3 separate regions of the Drosophila melanogaster genome follow, and all the other regions are linked to region 2. The links are chromatin contacts, called in public Hi-C and HiChIP or PLAC-seq maps. All regions are on one chromosome and are shown on one strand. The core of a region is the stretch at or near the end of the contact, and the rest is flanking DNA. Distances in the headings are between cores, read along the strand shown. Region 1 holds the start of CG17010. Region 2 holds the start of rho-6 (rhomboid-6). Region 3 overlaps Pde1c (Phosphodiesterase 1c).

Region 1 (4,880 bases), core at 416-2,915, 220 kb after region 2:
TTTTTGTTTTTTTTCAAATTTATGGTAACACACCCGAGAAGTTACGCTGATGCGTAAATGCCTTCCGCTTAGAGATTTATGCTGCAGGCACAGGAATCGCGATGGATTACGTTGGAATCCTACCCTCTTTTTTCCCAAGTGATTCGACGACCCCCTTTTGGCTTATTCACCTGCAGGCAGGCCTGAATTTATCACCTTGACATAGACAATTTGGCTCATCCTCGTTCCGGCTCTAATAGATTAATTTCGTTTTGTCATTCGATGGCCCGCGGCAGCCGCGGCGCTTTTCACGCAGCTTTTCACTGACTGTCGCTGGGTTTTCATCCAGGGAACGGAGGCAGTTCATAACTGGCTAATGGGAGTAAGGGTAGATGGATGGCGCGGCTGCAAGCGCTGGTATTACTTACGCAGGAAATTGGAAAATGAAGAAATTTTAAAGTAAATTGGAAGTAATTTCCTAAATGGCATCAATTCAGATGACTCTGTGCGATAGCTTAAGTTAATAATGTACCAAAGCAGGGGAGAAGTTTGTCACTCACTTTGCCCAGATATATAATGGCAACTTCGATTGCCAGCCTGAAAGTATGCAATGCTATTTCTTTACATAAAATATATATCCAAAGATCTTAGATGAACAAGAGCAACGCGGACAGTTTTTAATAGATAGTTATAAATAAAAATACCGGAATACATCTTAATATTTTTGCGTATTTTAATTAATTTTTTAATTTATATTCCGCACTCTAAAAAACATAGCCATTATAAAAACTAAGCCTTTATATCAGCGATACTTAATGCCAACATACCGCTGTCGCTCAGCGACTTCAACTAACTGGCTTAGCCAATTAAGAGCCGAAATTTATTGGCCAAACTGCTTGACAACTTCTGCTTACGGCAAATCGGTTCCGTAACGGAGACCCTGGCCAAATTGACAGCCAACCAAAAGTCAATTTCGTACACCATCACGAGCACCCAATAAACCCCCATTAGGAGCAAAAACAACATCGGCTGGGAAAATCGGGAAAAAGGGAAAACTTTTTCGGCAGCACACAAAAACCAACTGAAAGTGACCTCAAAGTGGAGCGTTCAATGCGTTCCCAGTCACTCAAGGACCAGCATTCCCGAATCCTCCCCTGGAAACGGAACCATCATGCTGGAACTCGCAGTCGGAGACTGGTCAACCACAAAACAAAAGTAACAACGTTTACAACTTTTTAGATTAGATTAGTTTGCTAATAACAATTAGTATTTGTATTTTATGCTGTTAGCCAACTCGGCATCAGACAGGGACAGAGAACGAATGGTTCAGCTTGTTGTTATCCCCTCTCTTTTTTTTATGGTCATTAGCAAATGAAGTTAGAAAGCGGAGGAGTTGTTCTCAGTGGGGTCGGCAATACAATATGTTGTCCATGAAAGTTCAATGAAAAAGTTCCAAACTTCCATTTGAGAATTTCTATCACTTTATTTGCCAGTAATGGAAATACATGTTTAAATCGATAAAGAAACAGTTGGCAAGCTGCTCAGCATCAATGCGAAATTAATTGGCTAAATTTACATGAATCATTTCCCTAGAGGCTTGCTTTTCAGCCACATGAAACTACGTTTATTAAAAATAACATATTGAAGACTATCTTAAAATATCATTCAGATTAAAGGTCAAGTGATCTGTATTGTCATATGTCAGAAATGTAGAAATTTTTCCCCCAACCAAAATCTCTGTTAAGTTTTGTTCAAAATTTCCGGCTTACGCAGCCCTTTCAAATGGGAAAGAAGCTGGATGTGGTTGTCTTCGGGACGGCAAACATCGAATATATAACGTAGGTTTTGTATAGGAAAAGAAAATCTTTAATTTGTCAATTGATTACCTCAGATATGTCCCGGAATTGCCGAAACCCGGTGAACTTGTCGCCGGAACGTACATGGAGACCTGTTTCGGTGGCAAGGGAGCCAATCAGTGTGTGGCAGCTGCCAAATTGGGGGCCTCCACCGTCCTGGTCGCCAAGTTGGGCAAGGACGAATCGGGCGATGACTACCTAAACCACCTGCAACAGCACGAGGTTGATGTGACGCACGTCCAGCAGGTGGAGAACAATCCCACGGGCATGAGTGAAATCGCGGTTTCTGAGAATGGAGATCAGTACAAGATCAACGTGGCTGGTGCGAATGTATTTCTCACGGCCAAGGATGTGACCCGGGCTAAGAAGTCCTTTCAGGATGCGAAGGTGCTTCTCTGCCAACTGGAAACGGATATGAATGCCACCATGTGTGCGTTGCGTCAGTTCAAGGGGGTTTCCCTGCTCCACATGTCGCCAATGCGAAAAGATATTCCAAATGCCATGATTGGCTTGCCTACTATTCTGGTTGCGAATCAAGAGGCAGCTGCCAACCTAACCGATATGGAAGAAGTGTTAACCCCTGATCAGGCGCGAAAAGCAGCTGAAACTCTTATCGCAAAGGGAGCCAAGAGCGTGATCATTACCATGGGCGAGCAAGGAGCCGTTTACATGTCCAAGAAGAGCAAAGATATGTGCACCCATGTGCCCGCCTCCGATGTGCCGCACTTGGCCGATCCCTCGGGTGCCGGTGATGCCTTTATGGGCAGCTTGGCCTATCACATAGCTCGATTTCCCAAACTGTCCACAGAACATCATATCAGTGCGGCACACTCCTGCGCCGCCTACTCCATGGGCCGCCGCGGCACTCAGCCAAGTTTTCCGGGCAAGGAAAGCGCCAAAAGTGACCTATGCTATTCGACGCCCACGTTTAGTGTCATTCCACCTTCTAGTCCGCAACATGAAGATGATAATATGGTAACAAAGACGCCACCGCCTTCAATGGTAGTCCCTACGCCCGAAGAAGCACACTCCCAAAAGGAAGTTGTGGAAGAACCGCAAAAACCTGCACCTCCTCCACCGGAGGATCCGGTTGTGGAAGCACCTCCACCAACGACCTCCGAGGAACCTCCGAAAGCAGTGGAAACCTCCAATGAACCTCCAAAGCCTGCGGAGACCACTGATGAACCTCCAAAGCCTGCGGAGACCGCAGATCAAGCTCCTGTGAAACCCGTGGAGACTGCTAATGAGCCACCTGCCAACAAAGCATAACATTAAACTATTCGCATAGAAAATATTAAATAAGTGTATAAGTTAAAAAGGCTTGAGAGGGCAATAGAAAAAGATTGTAGCATTGAAAATAAATATAAATAATTTGATAATTAAACACATCTACAAAATTATTAATCTTGAAAGTTGTTTCTGCATTGCAGCAACCAAAGTCCCACGCGTGACTGCTCGGTCAAAATGGAGCTCATGGAATCGACCAGCCCGGATTCGATCAAGGATCAGCCGGATGCGGACAATATCAAGATGTTCGTGGGCCAAATACCGAAGACCTGGGACGAGACGAGGCTACGCCAAATGTTCGAGCAGTTCGGACCCGTTCACACACTGAATGTGCTACGGGACAAGGTCACATCGATTAGCCGAGGTGAGTTTACACAAGATGGCAGCCCCAAGCTCCGGGGCATACAAATGGGCATATTACTCGGAGGCGTTCGATGAAATTCAACAATGTCCATCCATTCTGGTTCCCCGGGCAGTGCGGATAAGCATCAAGTAATATGATTATGCTTATGGCGAACCCATCAACATTAAAGCCCACACCCCGAGCACAGGTGTTTTTGCGGGCAGGAATGCAGTGTTGGGCAAAGTTTTGGCCAGGGTAATTGGCCATAATTGTGCGTGTATAAACGAGAAAAACTTCCACACACTCGCCCACACACACACACACACAGTGGCAGGATGCAGGACATGAGCATGTTGCTCTGGTTAATTTTTGACTGTATTAGAATAATATGCGCATTTGCTTGCAAACTTTCCTCGAAAGCGAAAAGGTAAATTCCATTATGCATATTTATGGTCTAGAGGGGTTGCTGTTGATCCTGCCCAAAAGTGTGCGTATGGGTGGATTAATCCTCAGAGCAAGGTGTTCGAGCACGGCTAACTCGATGATAACCACCCCTTCCAGGAGTGTGGTTTATGTGGCTACGAGTCGGAATAGGATTATAATTTAATCGTTATAATGGAGCAGCGGATAGTTATGTGGGTCAGGCAAAATGGCTAGCGTACGAAGTTGCAGGAAGTTATCGTTGGTAAACCGATTAAAATAAATAAAGCAGGAATATTGTCAAACAAAGAGATAGAACAAAAATGTTGTATTAAATATTAAACACATTTCATTCTTTATTTAAAGTAAATTTTAATTCAGATAAATACGAAGAAATATACATATAGGAAAAACATTTTGCTTACACTCGCAACTCCTAAAATCAAATACTTATATTGCAAATTCAGGAAAACGTATCTATATTATATACCGGCACAGGCACTATATTCGTAGTTGGCCAAGAAAACTTCTAGACTTCGAATCGAAGTAATATATTTTAATCGAATCCTCACACAGTCCGTAGTCCCCATGATTTTTTGTTCACGTCCCATTTGCTCCGCATGGCTTGCATGAAGCGCTCGTCCTGTGTCCAAAATTCTGCATGCCAATATAGAACTATATCTATCTATAGATTTAAGATCCGATAAGCATATCCCCAGAAGCATTATAAATGGCTACAAGCAAATAGTTATCGAAATAAGAGCTTAACTTTGTATTGGTCCCAAGTAAATAATACCTAATGCATCCGATTAATATATATATATATATAGTACAGTTTATATATAATGTTTGTTCTGTATTCATACGTTCTGTGCTACTGTCTATCGACTCGTTTGAGATGTATTCGATTTGTATTCGATTGTTTCATTTTCGTTTGCAGGGTGCTGTTTTGTCACCTACTATACAAGAAAGGCCGCCCTGCGCGCCCAGGACGC
Region 2 (4,304 bases), core at 1,398-3,897:
CAATATCAGCAGGGAGGCGATGCGGGCAAAGCGGTGCGACAATTGCGAAAAGTTCTGTTCGACAAAGTAGGGATCGTGTAAACATTAAATCAAAATTAAATTGCGGTTTCCAGCTGACTGACCAGAACCAGGTGCGGCACATGACTTCCCAGCATGGCGTAGACCCCAGCGGAGGCACCCATCAGATGGAGATGGGGCTGCAGCCAGGCATTGGCCAGCGAACCAGCGACGCCACCCACCATATAGACCACGGCCAGACGCCAGTGACCCTGCTCCACTTCCAGGCAGATACCTATAAAGCACTGGCAGAGACATTAACCTTCTTAGTAACACAATGCAACAACAGGTGGCTAGCGACAGGATGTGACTATCGAATTACTGCCAACTACTAAGTGCTTTATGGCATTTAAACGAGCAGTTTAGGAAATATTAAAGTCGTTGCTTCACAAAGTGAATCTCTATAGCTACTTTAACTTTGTTGATTCGAACTATTGTTTAGAGTTCATTAGGTCAAAGTTGGGTACTCACCTGAAAGCAAATGTTGAGAGACAGATGCCAGTAATCGGAATGGAGCAGCATATAGGTCAGTAGGCGCCAGTACTCGACGTTCCATTCCGGTTTGAAGATCAGTACTTTTTGCATACACTCACTAGCTATCCAGTGCAAAGATATCTGGTAATGAGCAAAGAAGATTACATTGCACCATACTGCATGGAACTTGAAAAAATTTAGAGCAACATATATTTAGGGTAGTTATCTGACACTTTATGTAATAACATACTTTGGTAGAATATTTGGAATTTGAATATAGCTTATTCACAAGCAAAATTAGAATTTTATGTACAAGTGTAGTAAAGTAATGCAATTCATGATAACTTCTTCTTGTTAAGAATTAAACTCAGGCAAGTGGCAGTTTTCGATTGAAATCGTGAGAAGTAAGTTGTCTTCGCCATAACGAAGCAATCCCAACTTTGCTGAACAGTGTCATGGTAACTGGCTGTCACTTTCGCTCAATCGATCGACACTTGGCCAACTGCAAAGTGCGAGTGTTGAGTTGAGATGCCGCACAATGCGCGCCGCATGAGTTGACAGCAGCCGCAGAAACACGGCGGTGACACCAAATCGGTGCAACATGCATCCCGATCCCACCAAATATGACAAATGCCAGAGCTCCAAGTTGCAGCACTCGATCAATCCGATGACTAAAATGGCAATATTGCTAAATCGGACGACTAAGCGACGCGTTCGATTGTGTAATCATTATCGATTTCTGGGTTGGGCCAAACAATAAAACCTTTCAAATCACCGATCTGCATTACTAAGTGTGCAGAGTGTGTAATGAAGGTATGCAGTCAGGTATTAATTAATGAGTTTCAAATTAAATAGGCCACACTTGTGGGACTTTGTTTCGAAGACAATTTCCCAGGGGCCAATTGGCAATTAAGCGGTTGAGCACTTGATAGAAGAAAAAACAAATGACCAACTTAAAATGGCTAATTTGTCTTATAATATGTTGCCCAAACACAACTTTTATTCACGTTAAATAACTAAAAATCGAAAAGTAATTGTATCAAAGGACAAATTTATCAGTGATGTCTAAATAAAACCTCTTAAAACACATTCATTTTGTCTGTTTGTTGTGCATTTTGATTGAATGGATTGGTGTAATATATCACTTATTTTCCGCTTAGTTAAAACCGCAATAAATCCGCATACGTAAACTATTGAAAAAATTTTCCAGTGAATGAAAATTCATATGAATTGAAAAGCAATTATTTACGAAGCACTCACACAATGGCACCATACACGGATAAACAAAACAAAAGCAAACGAAATGTTTTGTTTAAAACAAATCAAGTAAAAAGATTCTTATTAAGATGCGGGAGTATAAACAAACACATTGTAGATCACTTATGTTAGCTTTTTTTTTAGCTAAACATGAGTAAGAAATTAAGAGCTTATCAGTTCAAAGTTCATAATATTTTGTTGAATATAAAATTCTTTAAACTCTGTTTTTATATTTGTGATTAATATTTTAAAATTCGTTTCACATTAAGGAATTCATAACTCAATTAATTTAACATTGATAAGCACCGCCGTAGTCATCACATATAGTTTCACCTTTGACACATTCACAGGTAATTTATTAGCCTACGTAATTTCTTATCTGACGGAGGGCTTTTCATCTATACACATCGTATATAGATGATTTTCTGAATTGAACACACGCATCACAAAATCACTCATACGCCACGTTGACGGGCAGACAAAAAAGGAAAACACAAAATAATAGAGAATCGAACAAGTGGAGCAACTGCATAAAATCGAACCTGCACAAAACTCATCAGCAAAATAAACCAGGGCACCCGCCACAATCGCTTCCTCCTCACATGGCCCACGTCAATGGTTCGTGTCAGGTCATCAATGAATTTCTTGTGCGATTCCGCACTGAATGCGACACTCGCCGGATTGCCATCCGAATCCGTGGAATTCTCCGGCAGCAGCAGGAGCCTGACATCCTTGACGCAATTGTTATTACTTTCACTGGCACCATTGCTCTCCACTTGGGCAGACATAATGCGATTCGAAGTCGGCGGCGACAACCGATGCACGGAACGTTGAACGCGCGACTAGGCCGAGTGGGTGATTGTTCTTTCAAATGCCCCACGATCCATTCCGATCCGATCGAATCACGCCGGTTGCCTACAACATCATTGCGAGCATTGTGCTAATACAGTGATTTTGGGACTTTCAGAAGCATGCTTTTAGGCGGCCTACGGTTTTTGTCTCGACTGCATCTTATTTTAAGAAAAATCTTGAGATCACTTCAAGATATTATTTTCTTTATTACGAAATTGGTAGTTATTATGTATAATATGTTTTGAAACTTTTTTATAGAACGATTTACAGGGAATAAGTTTGAATAAATTGTATGACAGATAGCTGGTGCCGCGAGGCGCTACAAAATATTGGACGTCACCAGTGCAGCAGGACGAGGTTCAGGACCAGGATACGGCAGTGACAGTGGAGCTTCATTTAGCGACCACATGTTGGTAGGGTAGGTAGGTAGTTAGTGTTGTTGGCGCGTAATCTCATTGATTACATTTTGTTACATTTAGGATAATATTATAAATAATTATTGTACATTATTAGTCATTGTGTCATTGTGATGTTAATTTCTTACATTTTACACTTACAATAACAATTACAACTGAAATATAATTTAAATACCACCATTTCCTACATAGAATTTTCTCTTATTTTAAAAACATTTCCTTGGCATTTGACATTTTGGTGCGGGCGATGTTGCACGCAGGTTGCAGCAACAATTCCGAGGAGCAAACACAAACACAGAAATGTGGTGAGAAGCACTCGCTCTCTTGGCAGTAGCGATTAAGCTTTCAGAGAGAGCTTTTTTTTACTCATTTCAAAGTTTATGCTTTAACAAAAAAGAGACAATTTGTAGCAGTCTTCTCATTCTCGGTTTTTTTTCGGTTTTTCTTCTCCTAAAGATTTATCTTGATGATTTCAACAGCTGTTTTACATTATCAGAATGAAAATATTGCGATCGCATACATAAGCATGTACAATAAGCCATGATTCCAATTACAAGACTATATTATAATTGAAACACAAATTTAATAGTTCCGAAATGTTTTAAAAAATAAGAAAAAATTAAACCTACGAAATGGGTGTGTTGTAATTGTAATTGTTATTGTGTTTTGAATTTTACCTAGTATAAAAACAAAATCCACAAATCTTGTTTTTCAATCCTCTTTACCAAACCGTTCGCAAATTCAACTGCAAGTGAAAGTGCAAGAGGAAAATTTCTCTCTCTCTTTCGTTTGGCAGCAGGCGTCTCTTTCTACGTTGGACACGTGGTGGGCGTGGGCGTGGGCGTTGATGGTGGGAGGCGACTGTCAACACCGAATGCTTGGTTATGAATGGCTTTTAATGAAATATTTATGTAACAAGCAATAAAGAGCACTTTTGGCTTCTCGGCGGATGCGAAAGAGATGGCAGCATTGCGAAATAGAAATGTCGAAAGAGAGGGGGGGATGCACAAGAGCGTTGGAAATAATTGTTTGGCTAGTTAAGTTTGACGCTACGTTGAACTAAGATAAAGCAAACACATAAACGAGGAAACACACACTTGGCACAACACACAACCGTGGACACACAAATAGCAGTGGTTTGTTAAATTTTGCTAGTGAAATGTAACTTAATTACATGATGTCAATTTTCATTTTACTACGTTGTGTATAAACAATATAAATATTTTATCATTTTCTCGCCTTACACCA
Region 3 (4,747 bases), core at 528-3,027, 230 kb before region 2:
CAATTGGTTGCTCACTTCTCGGTGCACTGGACAACAAAAGCCAGGCGGTAGCAACTTTTGAACTTCTAATGAAAATTAATCAAAAATGTTGTGCGGCTTGTTTTACCCAAATACGATCAAAGGCCTATGCAAATTGGTTTTGTTGTTCGTGCTAGGTTTTTGCACTTTTGTAGCTCATTTCCTGTTGCATAGTGTAATTTTCGAGTTTTTATTTCCACGCAACCCCCCTGTAAAAGTGCGACCAACACCTGAAAAGGGTTCCTAACCCCAGTTAGATTGACTGAGCAAAAGGTTTTCGGGTCAAGCCAACGCCAGCGGGTATTTCTTGTTGTTTTTGTTTTAGGTATGAAGAAGGGTTTTGTTTCAGGTCGGTGGGTCATATCATTGCCGTCGAGTTAAGTGTTAATCCGCTTTTGTTATTGTTTGGCACACAGCAGGATCAGGTGTCCTTTGCCGGGAGGTTTTCTCTCTTTCGGGTTACATAATTGTTAATTTAAAACGTGTTTAATGTGTAGTTCAGTTGTCCTTATGTCCTAATTGCTGGCAACCAAACCGGGGCATTAAGCTGTTAATTTATCGAGGCGCATAACCAGGACAAAGCCAACAAATTGCTGTGCAAATATTTGCTGTTAACCAGCGATTTTTTGTGGTTCCCATTGACGATGGCCATCAGCCAGAAGGGCAACAGGTTCTGAAAACAGACTCAAAGCAACAAGTTGACTTGGCCAAACAATCCACTTTCAGCGCAATTTGCCTCCTTTCGCTTCGCATATATTTTTTTTTAGTAATTTGCTGAGTAATTAAAATTGCCACTCGAATCACTTTTTCTTTCTTTCATTTCAGCCAGGAACTTCACTTGGATGGGCCGCACGAACTATGCATACACACTGGGCCAAAACGAAGCCGTAAGGACGATAACTACGAGCCCGATTCGGAAGTGGCAAAGTCGCGATTGCAGGCACTTCCTGTTGTCCTCGGCTGGGCGTATTACCTTCCGGCAAACGTGTTGCCAATCAACTGACTGGCTGCAAATCATGTCCTTGCCTCAGCTGGCTCTGTGTTGGTCCTCCGAAGAGGAAGAGCGAGCATTTCAAGAGCGGAAGCTCTCCGGCAAGAGCATCAGTGATAAAAGCTCTTGGAAAACCAAAGAGCGGAAATACTCAGAAAATGCTTGAAACGTTTATCAGCCAAAATGAAAACACACAATTGGCTAATTATAGAAAGTATATTTATCCAAGAAATAGTTTCAGAGCGCTTATAGATTAGGTCAATATTTGCTTACATTTCAGTTATTGCGTTTTAGCAGTTTTAAAGCAGATCAAATATATTCATAAATGTTTCTCTTAATTCTTATATATGTATTAATTTAAATATTTTAATATATCAATACAGAAGAAGCAAACTAAGTTTTAAAGGCATTTGTAGTAATTTCATACCAGCACTTTAATCTTAGTAAATATTTAGCAAAATAAATAAATATATATATCATTTATTTATATGGCTTGTGTAAAAATAAAAACTATACAAATTATGTCTTAAATAAATATTCTGAATTGAGTAACAGTGTTTGGTACATAACATATTTTTTATGTCGATTTTTTAAATTTAACATATAAATATGATTTTTGAGCACTCTGATTCTCTACATATCTTATCAACCAAAATAGCCTTGAGTTCACTATTGATTACTATGTGCATATGTTTTGCTTATCTCCTGCAACAGCTGATTAAAAAGGACCACTTTTAGTCTCTTAACTGCCAAAGCTTTTCACCACGCAAAGCTCAGAAACTCTTTAGTTTAGCTTTCACTACGAGCCGCAGGATGGCGCCTCTCAAAATACCAAGTTCCTTTTGGTTGTAAATCTGAAGGCATTCTTTTGGTTAGTCCCTGCGCCAAGGATATATTGACAAATGTTTGGTGTAACGCAGACGAGTCGTGTGTGATTTATAATGCTACTGCAGACACGACAAACGACCGAGGACAGCCGAAAACAAAACATATACAAAAAAAAGAAAAAAAAAACCGAAAAAAAAGATTAGGAAAAGTTAAAGGAGTCCTTGTCTCCCAACATTCTGCAGGTGTTTAGTTATTTATGCCTTGTCATCCAAAGTCTGCATTCCGCATGCTAAATAAAGAAACAAAACAAAGGCTCCTTACTGAATGCGAGCAGACATCATCGGAATGGGTTTTTTTTCCTCGGATCAGCCATAAAGGATTTGACCCAATCCTCTACTCACTCACTCTGTCCCATTTCTCACATTCAATCTGCTCTGCAAGTGCCGAAAATGCTCCAATAAAAACATTTATTGGGTGGTCGTATAAACGAGATTTGAGCAGCTGCCTCAACTAAGTTAAAGTATGTACATTTACATGTTGATGGTTTGTTTTTCGAAAAATAATGTCCCTGCTAAGATATGCACAGTTCTAATTGAAAAAGTTGTCAGGGGGAGTAGTGTTTTGTGATCCATAATTAAGGGAATGCCTTTCAACGTTTTGAGTAGATTGCATTGCAGTGAAATTACTATCAAATGAATATGAAAACATCTTAATTGATAACTTGAATGTTTTCTGACATGCTCTTAACACATATATTTTTAAAATATCTGAATTGTTGGTATTCGTTTATGTTGCAAACGAAATTTTCTATTTACTTTGCTCACGTATACAATATCATTTTACGACATCTAAATATTCGTTGAATATTTTTTGATGCCTTAAGATTCATTTTAGGTTTTAATAAATCGTACAGACTTAAGGGGAAACAAATATTTTTCCAAATTTTCTCTCCCACATTTTAAATATCTTACATTAAACTACATAAGAGCCTTATATTCTTTCATATAAAATATTAAATATTATTCCTTATAAAAATAGCATTCCCCAGAGAAAGTTTTAAATTAAACTTTTTATCTGCCATTTAATAGCTTTCTTTGTTGCTTTGTGAGCCACTTACTCTCTTTCTAGTCTTTTAAATTGCAAATTTCACGGCAAATTATAGTTCAAATTTCTGCAATGGTGTCCCACTTCCCCGATGGTCTTAAATATTGTGGTTGTCCCTTGCCATATATCTAGCTGGATATCAAGTCTCGCATGTTGGCCACAAGTCAAGTCGAGTTGAGTGGAACTGCGTAGAGCGGAATGGATGGAGTCTCCTCGGTCTCAAGCTGTGCTATCTGGCCCACTGCCTCCACTGCTTGTGTATTCCACTAGAAGACTATCCTATCATGACATTTGAATAATGTGAGCACATTTGGCATTTTATTTTATCATCAGGCATTTGCTGATGTGCTTACACATCTGTCCCGCGCTCCTTTACAACAAAGGGAAGCATCATCTTCTGATGAAATTAAACTGCTCCCGTTTTCGTCCTTGGTCCTTGACTTGAGTTGCTCAGCTTTTATTTGCCTTTACTATTAAATTCTCATTCATTTGTCTCATCATTTCGCTCACGCCCACAGGGCGGATGTGGAATGGGCTGAGCTGGCCATCTTCGCTCTTCTGGTACCTACTTTTTTTTTAGCTTCTGCCATCCCATTAGGGGCGTGGTCTAATTACAGCTTGGAGAACTTTTTCATTGTTGCTGCCGTAAAAGTGAAGCTTGCAACAATTCTTTTTTAGAGGGCCATAATTTTCGGTAAACTTTCCAATTAGAAGGTTAAGTATACGCAGCGTAGGCCAGACACAATTTTCCTCTGGCTTGACGCAAAGTTTTTCAGCAGCTCCTTATTATTACCGCCTCTTTTGCCTTGGTCGGTTTTTGCTTTTGCCAGCTCTTCATAACAATGCATTGAAATTTTGATTGCTACCATTAAAATGCAAGCGCAACTCGACGCTTTTCCCCAACAACTGCCACCACCCACCACCCACCACCCACATGGCAGCGCATAATGAGCATTTCATGCAAGTCCCGTAGAGCGCAAGGTCAGCCAAGGACGACATCACAATTGTTGCTGCTCTCCGGTGCTCCAGGTGTTATTGTTGCTGTTGTAGTTGTTGCTGCTACCGCCCTTAGTAACCGCCGCTGTTCGTGTTTTTATAATTTGCCACAATGGGCCAACGAGAGCTGCGGACCCAGCAGCAACAGCCGCAGCAATTAGAGCTCGGAAAAGCGAAAACAAAACAATTTGAAAGAGGAAAAAAGGCGGAAAACAAAAAAAGTGAAACACCAAAAATGTGCAAGACAAATTGCCATGCCAGCTTGGGCCGGCCAAAAATAATGCGAAAAGACAACATGCATAACATAACAAGTGGTCAAAATGTTGCACAAATGTCAAAACACTTTAAAAAATTCGGAAAATTGTGAACAATGCTTGGACAAAATATTTATAAATTTATTAAAATAATTGTATAATTTACATAGTAAAAAACTAGCGCGTATCGACAACTAAATGTATTATAACCACAACACTTCAAAAAATGATCATGTGAATGTTATATATTAAATTATGTCTTTAACGTTATAATTTCCATTTAGAACTATGGCTGCTTCTATATAAACATTCTGTCAAATTCACTTCTATTTTGTTTTATAGTTAGCTGACAACAGTTTTCCAAAACGACTCCATTAAATTATGGGTTTGCTTTCTAACGAATTTTTACGGAAACATTGCAGTCTCTCCACTCGAAGCAGAGTTGCGGAAAAGCCCAGATTATTTTTATTTTCCTTCGTTTTGTCCTACCGTTGAGTGCATCAAAATAGTTTTCCCCCAAAAAAGAGGAGCGGAAAAATGTGGACCGCAACAGGCA

What was found. A called contact is a pair of places that touch in the nucleus more often than the background predicts. HiChIP or PLAC-seq counts read pairs in DNA pulled down with a chosen protein or histone mark.
Region 1: a contact with region 2 is called in a CP190 HiChIP or PLAC-seq map of the Kc167 cell line, with 7 times the contacts expected there. The contact joins the promoter of CG17010 here to the promoter of rho-6 in region 2. A contact is called at or near these places in 6 of 107 Hi-C or Micro-C datasets (the D17-c3 cell line, the Kc167 cell line, cellular blastoderm embryo and 2 more) and 2 of 6 datasets of contacts at active chromatin or transcription factors (both in the Kc167 cell line).
Region 3: a Hi-C map of the Kc167 cell line shows a contact between it and region 2, with 3 times the contacts expected there. The contact joins the enhancer-like site here to the promoter of rho-6 in region 2. A contact is called at or near these places in 11 of 107 Hi-C or Micro-C datasets (the Kc167 cell line, the OSC cell line, the S2 cell line and 4 more).

The regions. Positions count from the first base shown.
Region 1 is chr2L:12,354,776-12,359,655 of dm6, forward strand. CG17010 reads left to right here and starts at 1,666. Exons shown (of 2, transcript NM_135716.3): 1 at 1,666-1,817; 2 at 1,871-3,131. The coding sequence starts at 1,762. The coding sequence ends at 3,104. bru2 (bruno 2) reads left to right here. Exons shown (of 9, transcript NM_176025.3): 3 at 3,266-3,486; 4 at 4,826-4,880.
Region 2 is chr2L:12,130,764-12,135,067 of dm6, forward strand. rho-6 (rhomboid-6) reads right to left here and starts at 2,648. Exons shown (of 4, transcript NM_176024.3): 1 at 2,331-2,648; 2 at 529-672; 3 at 123-302; 4 at 1-54. The coding sequence starts at 2,576.
Region 3 is chr2L:11,902,569-11,907,315 of dm6, forward strand. All of the region lies in intron 3 of Pde1c (Phosphodiesterase 1c), which reads right to left. Among named protein-coding and RNA genes, the nearest start is that of Pde1c, 24 kb to the right of the region's middle. Within about 2 kb of position 1,778, at least 16 of the 39 cell types and tissues checked have an H3K27ac peak or open chromatin away from gene starts, as enhancers often do. A contact at or near this core is called in the Kc167 cell line, the S2 cell line and gut, where this site is marked.